Regions from separate parts of the Sus scrofa genome. Here region 1 is linked to region 2. A link is a contact called in public HiChIP or PLAC-seq data. All regions are on one chromosome and are shown on one strand. Each heading gives the region's core, a stretch centred on a gene start, on an enhancer-like site or on the middle of the called end of the contact. The rest is flanking DNA. Distances are from core to core; before and after follow the strand shown.

Evidence for each region. HiChIP or PLAC-seq counts read pairs in DNA pulled down with a chosen protein or histone mark.
Region 1: an H3K27ac HiChIP or PLAC-seq map of alveolar macrophages shows a contact between it and region 2. The contact joins the promoter of TBX6 here to the promoter of ZNF688 in region 2. A contact is called at or near these places in 1 of 5 promoter capture datasets (liver) and 1 of 2 datasets of contacts at active chromatin or transcription factors (alveolar macrophages).

Annotation. Positions count from the first base shown.
Region 1 is chr3:18,276,402-18,279,609 of Sscrofa11.1, reverse strand. TBX6 (T-box transcription factor TBX6) reads left to right here and starts at 1,746. Exons shown (of 8, transcript XM_021088015.1): 1 at 1,746-2,264; 2 at 2,949-3,183. The coding sequence starts at 2,234. It overlaps YPEL3 (protein yippee-like 3), which reads left to right. Exons shown (of 5, transcript XM_021088027.1): 5 at 1,122-1,611. The coding sequence ends at 1,211.
Region 2 is chr3:17,789,722-17,793,009 of Sscrofa11.1, reverse strand. It overlaps ZNF688 (zinc finger protein 688), which reads right to left and starts at 1,580. Exons shown (of 2, transcript XM_013992457.2): 1 at 356-1,580. The coding sequence starts at 551.

The sequences.
Region 1 (3,208 bases), core at 497-2,996, 490 kb before region 2:
ATAATCAGATTTACCATCTATTGAATGTTTATGTGCCAGGCACTGTTATGCGCTTGGCATACCTTAATCTCATTCACTCATTACAGCAATCCTGTAGGTAGTCTGTTATTATCTCTACTTTACAGAAGAAAGGAGGGCCCAGAGGTGTTAGGTAACTTCCCCAAGGTCACACAGCTGGTTAGTTACAGAACAGGAACCAGAACCCTTGTTTTTTTTTAACTCCAAACCCTTGCTCCCCAGCTTCTGTTGCCATTCAGAGGATCAGAGAAGTTGCCCAAGGCCCCACAGCAACATGGAGCGTGGTGGGTTCATGAGCCTCCTTCTCCACTGCCCTCATTGCCCCCTGCTGCCGTTCGGGGTTTGATTTCACTACCCTGAGTCTCATTTCCTTATCTGGCAGTGGAGGATCAAGCCACCACCTGGCACCCAAGATTGTTAGGGGGATCAGATTAGATGCAGCAAAAGAAGATGCTGCTGGAAAACCGCAAAGGACAAGAGTGGGGCCTCTGTGAGACAGATGCTCCAGGCAGAGACAGAACCCTGACCTGAGTTCACCCCTGGCCCTGCCACAAATGTGCTCTGGTTTGGCCTCTGAACCTCTGTAAAATAAAGAGATGGCCTCATCCAGACATCAGAAACTCAGCTGCTTGCAGGGCCAAGCAGATACTATTGATCTGCAAAAAAGGGCAGCATAGATCTGGAGAGGAGGGGGGCAGTCTGGCAAACTGGAGCGAGCACAGCCTGCCCCATATTTTAGTATTCTAAAGTTCTTTATATTAAACTCTCTGTTGGCCAAACCAAACATAGGTATAGGCCCCAAATGGCCCTCAAGCTACCAGTTTGTAATCCCTGGATCTTTTGGAAACTTCCATATCCTTTCTGTTGGAGCCAACATTAGTAATTAAAAAGTAGCTGTGATTCAGAGAGTTCTGTCTGTCCGCTGTCAGTGGGAAGCCCAGCCCTGCCCTTTACCAGTTCTGTGTCTATGGGCAGGTGGTTGGGCTTCTCTGGGTCACAGTTTCCTCCTACGTTAAACAGGGCCAAATCATATCCATTCCCCAACCCCTGCTCCTTTTGGTAGGCCCTAGCTCCAAGCATGACAGCCTCTCCCCTCCTTTCAGGAACAGGCCTTCGAGAGCAGCCAGAAGTACAAAGAGGGGAAGTACATCATTGAACTCAACCACATGATCAAAGACAATGGCTGGGACTGACCCTGGCTCCTGACGCCTGTGGCTCCAGCCCGGCCTGGCCGCCAGGGGGCGCCACGGGCTTGCCTCCATCCGAAGGGAGCTCTGGACCTCAGGGCCCCTGCCGAGGAAGGATCCTGTACATATATTTTATTGCATGCACTGTGACCTTGGTGGGAGATCAGAAGGTGGACAAGGTGGACGACACCCCCGCACCTCCCTGCGATCTGGCTGGCTTGGATCTCGTTTTTAACCCCTTCCTGCCCTGCCTGCCCTATAGACATGGCCTGTGTGCTGCTCTCTTGGCCCCAGTGCGCCATCTGCCCTGTGAACTTCTCCTCCCACCGGGCCCCTCTTACCCCACGCGTGTCTGCTCCCCTTGTTCTGTAGCGTTTGTACATAATAAAACAATGAAGTGGAGACAGCCCAGGCTCACGTGGAATCCGGGAAGGGGGGACTCAAATGCAGACTCCTGTCTCTACAGACCCATTTCCTTCTGGATCCCGGGTGGGGTAGGCACGGCGGTCAAAGCTGAGAACCTTTGCACCTGGGGCTCAGCTATCTTGGCACCCAGGAAGGACCTCACTGCCGGTGGAGATTCCCCGAGCCCACTCTAGCTCGTGAGGCATTGACCTCAGCTGATCTGCATCTTCTCAGCCTAAGAGTTCAGACGCCGCCTAGGGGCTGCTCTCCCGGGAGGCAACGGCGCCGCCGGTTTCACCGCCCTCCTCGTCTCAACTACAACTTCCAGCGGCCACAGCGGCATCTGCCTGTCTCCTTCGCGCGGAACCCAGGCGCTAGGCCTGCTGGGAAGTGTAGTTCCGTGGACTCCCCAGCGCGGGACCTTCTGGGAAACCCAGGTGCTAGCCGTCAAGAGACCGTCGAGCTGCGGGCGTCTCTTAAACTTCTGAGACTCGGCCGAGGGTGGAGGGTTTTCGGAATGGGAACCAAGAAGGACGCCAGGGTTCAGGCCTCAGCTGCGGACTCCTCGAATTCCCCAGTGAGCTCAGGCCGCGTCCCTCCAGCCCTGCTCCTTCCCTCCAGTCATGCTTCGTTCCTCCACATCTCACCCTCCAGGTGAAGGGTGGAGGGGTCACCTGCCAAAAAAGTCTGGGGCGCCAAGGTCTGTGCCAGGACTCCGAGCTCCATCCCTGGGCCCAGGCCCCGCCTCTCAGTAGCTTATCCCTAGCCGGGGCTCCCCCCGTGGGAACGGGGACCAGCTGGCCGGAAGCGCCAAACTGCGTCCCTGTCGAGCCCCGGGGATCAATCAGGCCGAGGAGTTAATTATGTAATGAGGGGGCAGGGGGTCGGGGCTAATGAAGCCTAGGGGGGTGGGGAGGGGAGAAAGGGAGGATACCCAGGTATCCGGCCCCCTCTTGGACCCCTTCCAGGCCCCAGGGGTCTCCACCCCAGCCCAACTCCAGGGCCCCAAAGAGGGGAGGGGCTGTGATCCTGGGTTTGGAAGGGGCTGAGCTGTGAGCTATAAAGCGGGCATCTCTCAGCACCGGGGCACTCTAGGCAGCGTGACCTGAGGCCAGACAGGACTACTCCATGTACCATCCACGGGAGCTGTACCCCTCCCTGGGGCCCAGCTACCGCCTTGGGCCCCCCCAGCCCGGGGCAGATTCCAGCTTCCCGCCTGCCCTGGCAGAGAGCTATCGCTACCCGGGTGAGCATGAGCGGTGGGAGCAGTTCCTGGGCAGGAATTGGGGTGGGGGGCTGTGGCCCTCGGCTGGCTCCTCATTCTCTTCCCATCTCCAGATCTGGACCCTCCCAAACTGGATTGCTTCCTCTCTGGGATTGAAGCTGCTCCCCGCCCTCTGGCTGCGCCCCCACCTCTACCCCCACTGCCCCCAGCCCTGGGCACCGAGCCACCCCCTCCAGCCCCAGAAGCCCTTCATTCTCTCCCTGGAGTCAGCCTGAGCCTGGAGAACCGGGAGCTGTGGAAGGAGTTCAACTCCGTAGGAACAGAGATGATCATCACCAAAGCCGGGAGGTGAGGGGGCTGGGCCAGGGTCAGA
Region 2 (3,288 bases), core at 331-2,830:
CAAGCCTCACTCTCCTGTTCCATCCAAGAGATGAGGGCTGGTTTGGGGCCTGGGAATCCTGGGAGAGAACAGGGATCACAGTGCTGGCCTGAGAGGCTGCCCTGTCAGGGTGAGGGCACCTCCTCGGAGTTCAGGCTCAACCTGGACAGGGTGGGTCTGCAGGGCTCCTGCCCGAAGCGGGCGGGTGCGGGTGGAAGGACTCGGAGAGGGTGCCTGAAGTGCTGGGGGGATGGGAGGTGGCTGGTGCCATTGGCGGAATAGTGCGGGGTCGGGGCTCACGATCCTCTCGGTTCTTATGTCATCTCCCCTCTGAACCCCAGTGAAGGTGGAGGGGTGCTCTGACCCGGGGCCTCACCGAGCGCGCCCAGGTGGCCGTAGGTCTCCCGCATCACGTCCCGGTACAGGGCCCTCTGCGCGGGCCGCAGACACCCCCACTCCTCCGGGGAGAAATACACGGCCACGTCCGCGAACCTCACGGCCGCGGGCTTCTTGCAACCCGGCCCAGTATCCCCCGGTCTCAGCACCGGGAGCCGGGCCGGAGGCGGCGCCATGGGGCCTCCCAGCCCCGAGCAGCGGCCGCCTGGTCCCCGCGCCCGGCCTCAGCTTTCGTCGTCCGCAGGAAGGGCTCCCGAACCCGGCCCCGCCCAGCCTCGGCTTCCGAGCGCGGCCGAGGGACTGAGGGAGCAAGGACTGGCGGTTTGGGATTCAGGATTCTGATGCGGACAAACAGACCCCCCTCGGTGTTTATTCACTTCACGGGCAGCTTCGATTTAGACAACCGGGTTGAGGGACCCGGAAGGTACCTTCAGAAAATATGGCGATATTCCTGGCTTCAGTTGCCACTGGTTGCCCTTAAGGGCGCCACCCATTGACCTTATCAAACATGGCGCCGGTCTGGCTTCTCTGGCTTCATCGTTCACTTGCCCTTAAATACAATGGCCTCGCAGGTGGGTTTTGAGGGAAGTGCCTGGCGGCAGGGAGTAGAGGAGGCGGAGGGGAGCTTTCTAGCTTTCAAGAAACGTGGACGGGGAACTATCTTACATATCCTGTGATAAACCATAATGGAAAAGACTATGAAAAAATACATGTATGTGACTGAGTCACTTAGCTGTAGAGCAAATTTAACACAATATTGTCAATCTATACTTCAACAGAATTTAAAATAAAACTTAAAAGGGAAAGAAAGATAGACAGACAGGAGGCTTCCAACACTCTCCCTGCCCATGCTGCACCGCGGCCAATCAGGGGGACTCTGGAACCCACAGAGGACCTAGCTTTGGGGAGCTTGGTTTGGATCCCAGTTTCCCTCCACACCTCCTTGCGGTAGGATCCAGAAGCCATCCCCAGCCTCTGCAGCCAAACCCTGGGGAGGTGGGGACAGCAGAGATGGAGACCAGGTACTGTGGGTTTGCAGTCCAACCCACCCACAGCTGTGAAGCCACCCGCAGCTCCGCTTGCTCAGTCTCTGGACTTGAGCCACGGATGGAGGAAAGTGCTTGATGAGGCTGGAATTGGAATGAGGGAGGTTTTTTGTTTTTGTTTTGTTTGTTTTTCTGTCTTTTTAGAGCCACATCCTCGGCATATGGAGGCTCCCAGGTTAGGGGTTGAATCGGAGCTACAGCCGCTGGCCTATGCCACAGGCACAGCCACGCCAGATCCAAGCTGCATCTGCGACCTACACCACAGCTCACAGCAGCACCAGATCCTTAACCCACTGAGCGAGGCCAGGGATCAAACCCAAGTCCTCATGGATATTAGTCAGATTCCTTACCATCAAGTCACAACGGGAACTCCCTGTACTCATTTTAGACACTATGGGCACCCTGTTAGTCTATTTGATATTTAACTTCTAGCCCATTCCCTTCTTTTCCCCAATACTTAATGCAATAAATGATAGTAACATATCCTATGTATGTTGTTATTATATTGATTTTCTTGTCAACTGCTTACTTTTCCTGAAAAAAAAAATTTTTCCTGGCATATGGAAGTTCCCAGGCTAGGGTACCAATCGGACCTGCAGCTACCAGCCTACACCAAGCCACAGCCACAGCCGCTCCAGATTCAAGCTGATTCTTCGACCTCAACTGAAGCTCAAGGCAACACTGGATTGTTAACCCACTGATCAAAGCCAGGGATTGAACCTGCTTCCTCATTTGATACTAGTCAGGTTCTTAACCTGCTGAGCCACCATGGGAATTCCTTCTTGAATTTTCTTTCTTTTTTTTTTTTTTTTTTTTGTCTTTTTTGTTATTTCTTGGGCCGCCCCTGTGGCATATGGAGGTTCCCAGGCTAGGGGTCGAATCGGAGCTGTAGCCACCGGCCTACGCCAGAGCCACAGCAATGCGGGATCCGAGCCGCGTCTGCAACCTACACCACAGCTCACGGCAACGCCAGATCGTTAACCCACTGAGCAAGGGCAGGGACCGAACCCGCCACCTCATGATTCCTAGTCGGATTCGTTAACCACTGCGCCACGCCGGGAACTCCCCCTTCTTGAATTTTCTAATTGTCTTTCTTTCCTCCTTACATTATTTACCCTGCTTCTTAAAGTTGTGCACATTGCCAAAGATAGCATCAAATCTCAAATCCCCTTTTTTTTTTTTTTCTGGGAAATTTCCCTCCTTAGGCCCTCAGTCGGGTTAAGCATCCAGTGTTTGCCATGAGCTGCGATGTTGATTGCAGGCACGTCTGGGATCTGGTGTTGCTGTGGACTCTGGAATGTTTGCTCTGTGATTGGGCCAGGTGGTGTACTGGATGGCAACCACTCCTTGATAGACAACCCCTCATGCTCCATCGCTTTTTCGCTTGGGCCTCTTCTGCCCTCCTTTCTTCTTACTCCCATCCCTGGATTCTAAGACAGGGAAAAAGATAAAACTTGAAATTTAGCAGTGTGTTCCAGCCGTTGGCCTGCCTTAGGAGGCAGCGTGAATGGCTGAGTATATGGCCCCTGGGAGTGAAGCTCAAAGACTGGTGCCTTAACAAGTCTTGAAACTTGGCCTGGAGTAAAAGCAAACTCCATTGTCTGGAAATTCTCAATAAAGGAAAGCCTGGAAGTGTGGAGGAAAAGGGAGGAGTCAACAATCTTGAATCCCTATTCTGTGTCAGGCATTGAGGATGGTGGTGGGCCCAGCCTCCAGGAGCTTAGAATCCTGAGCCCCTTTACGATCTTTGCAGACAGCCATTGAATAACCTCCCTTGGTGCTATCTATTCAAGGACACCATCAAAAAGTCTACACTTGGTTGGAGTTCCCATCGTGGTGCAGCAGAAACGAATCAGACTAGGAACCA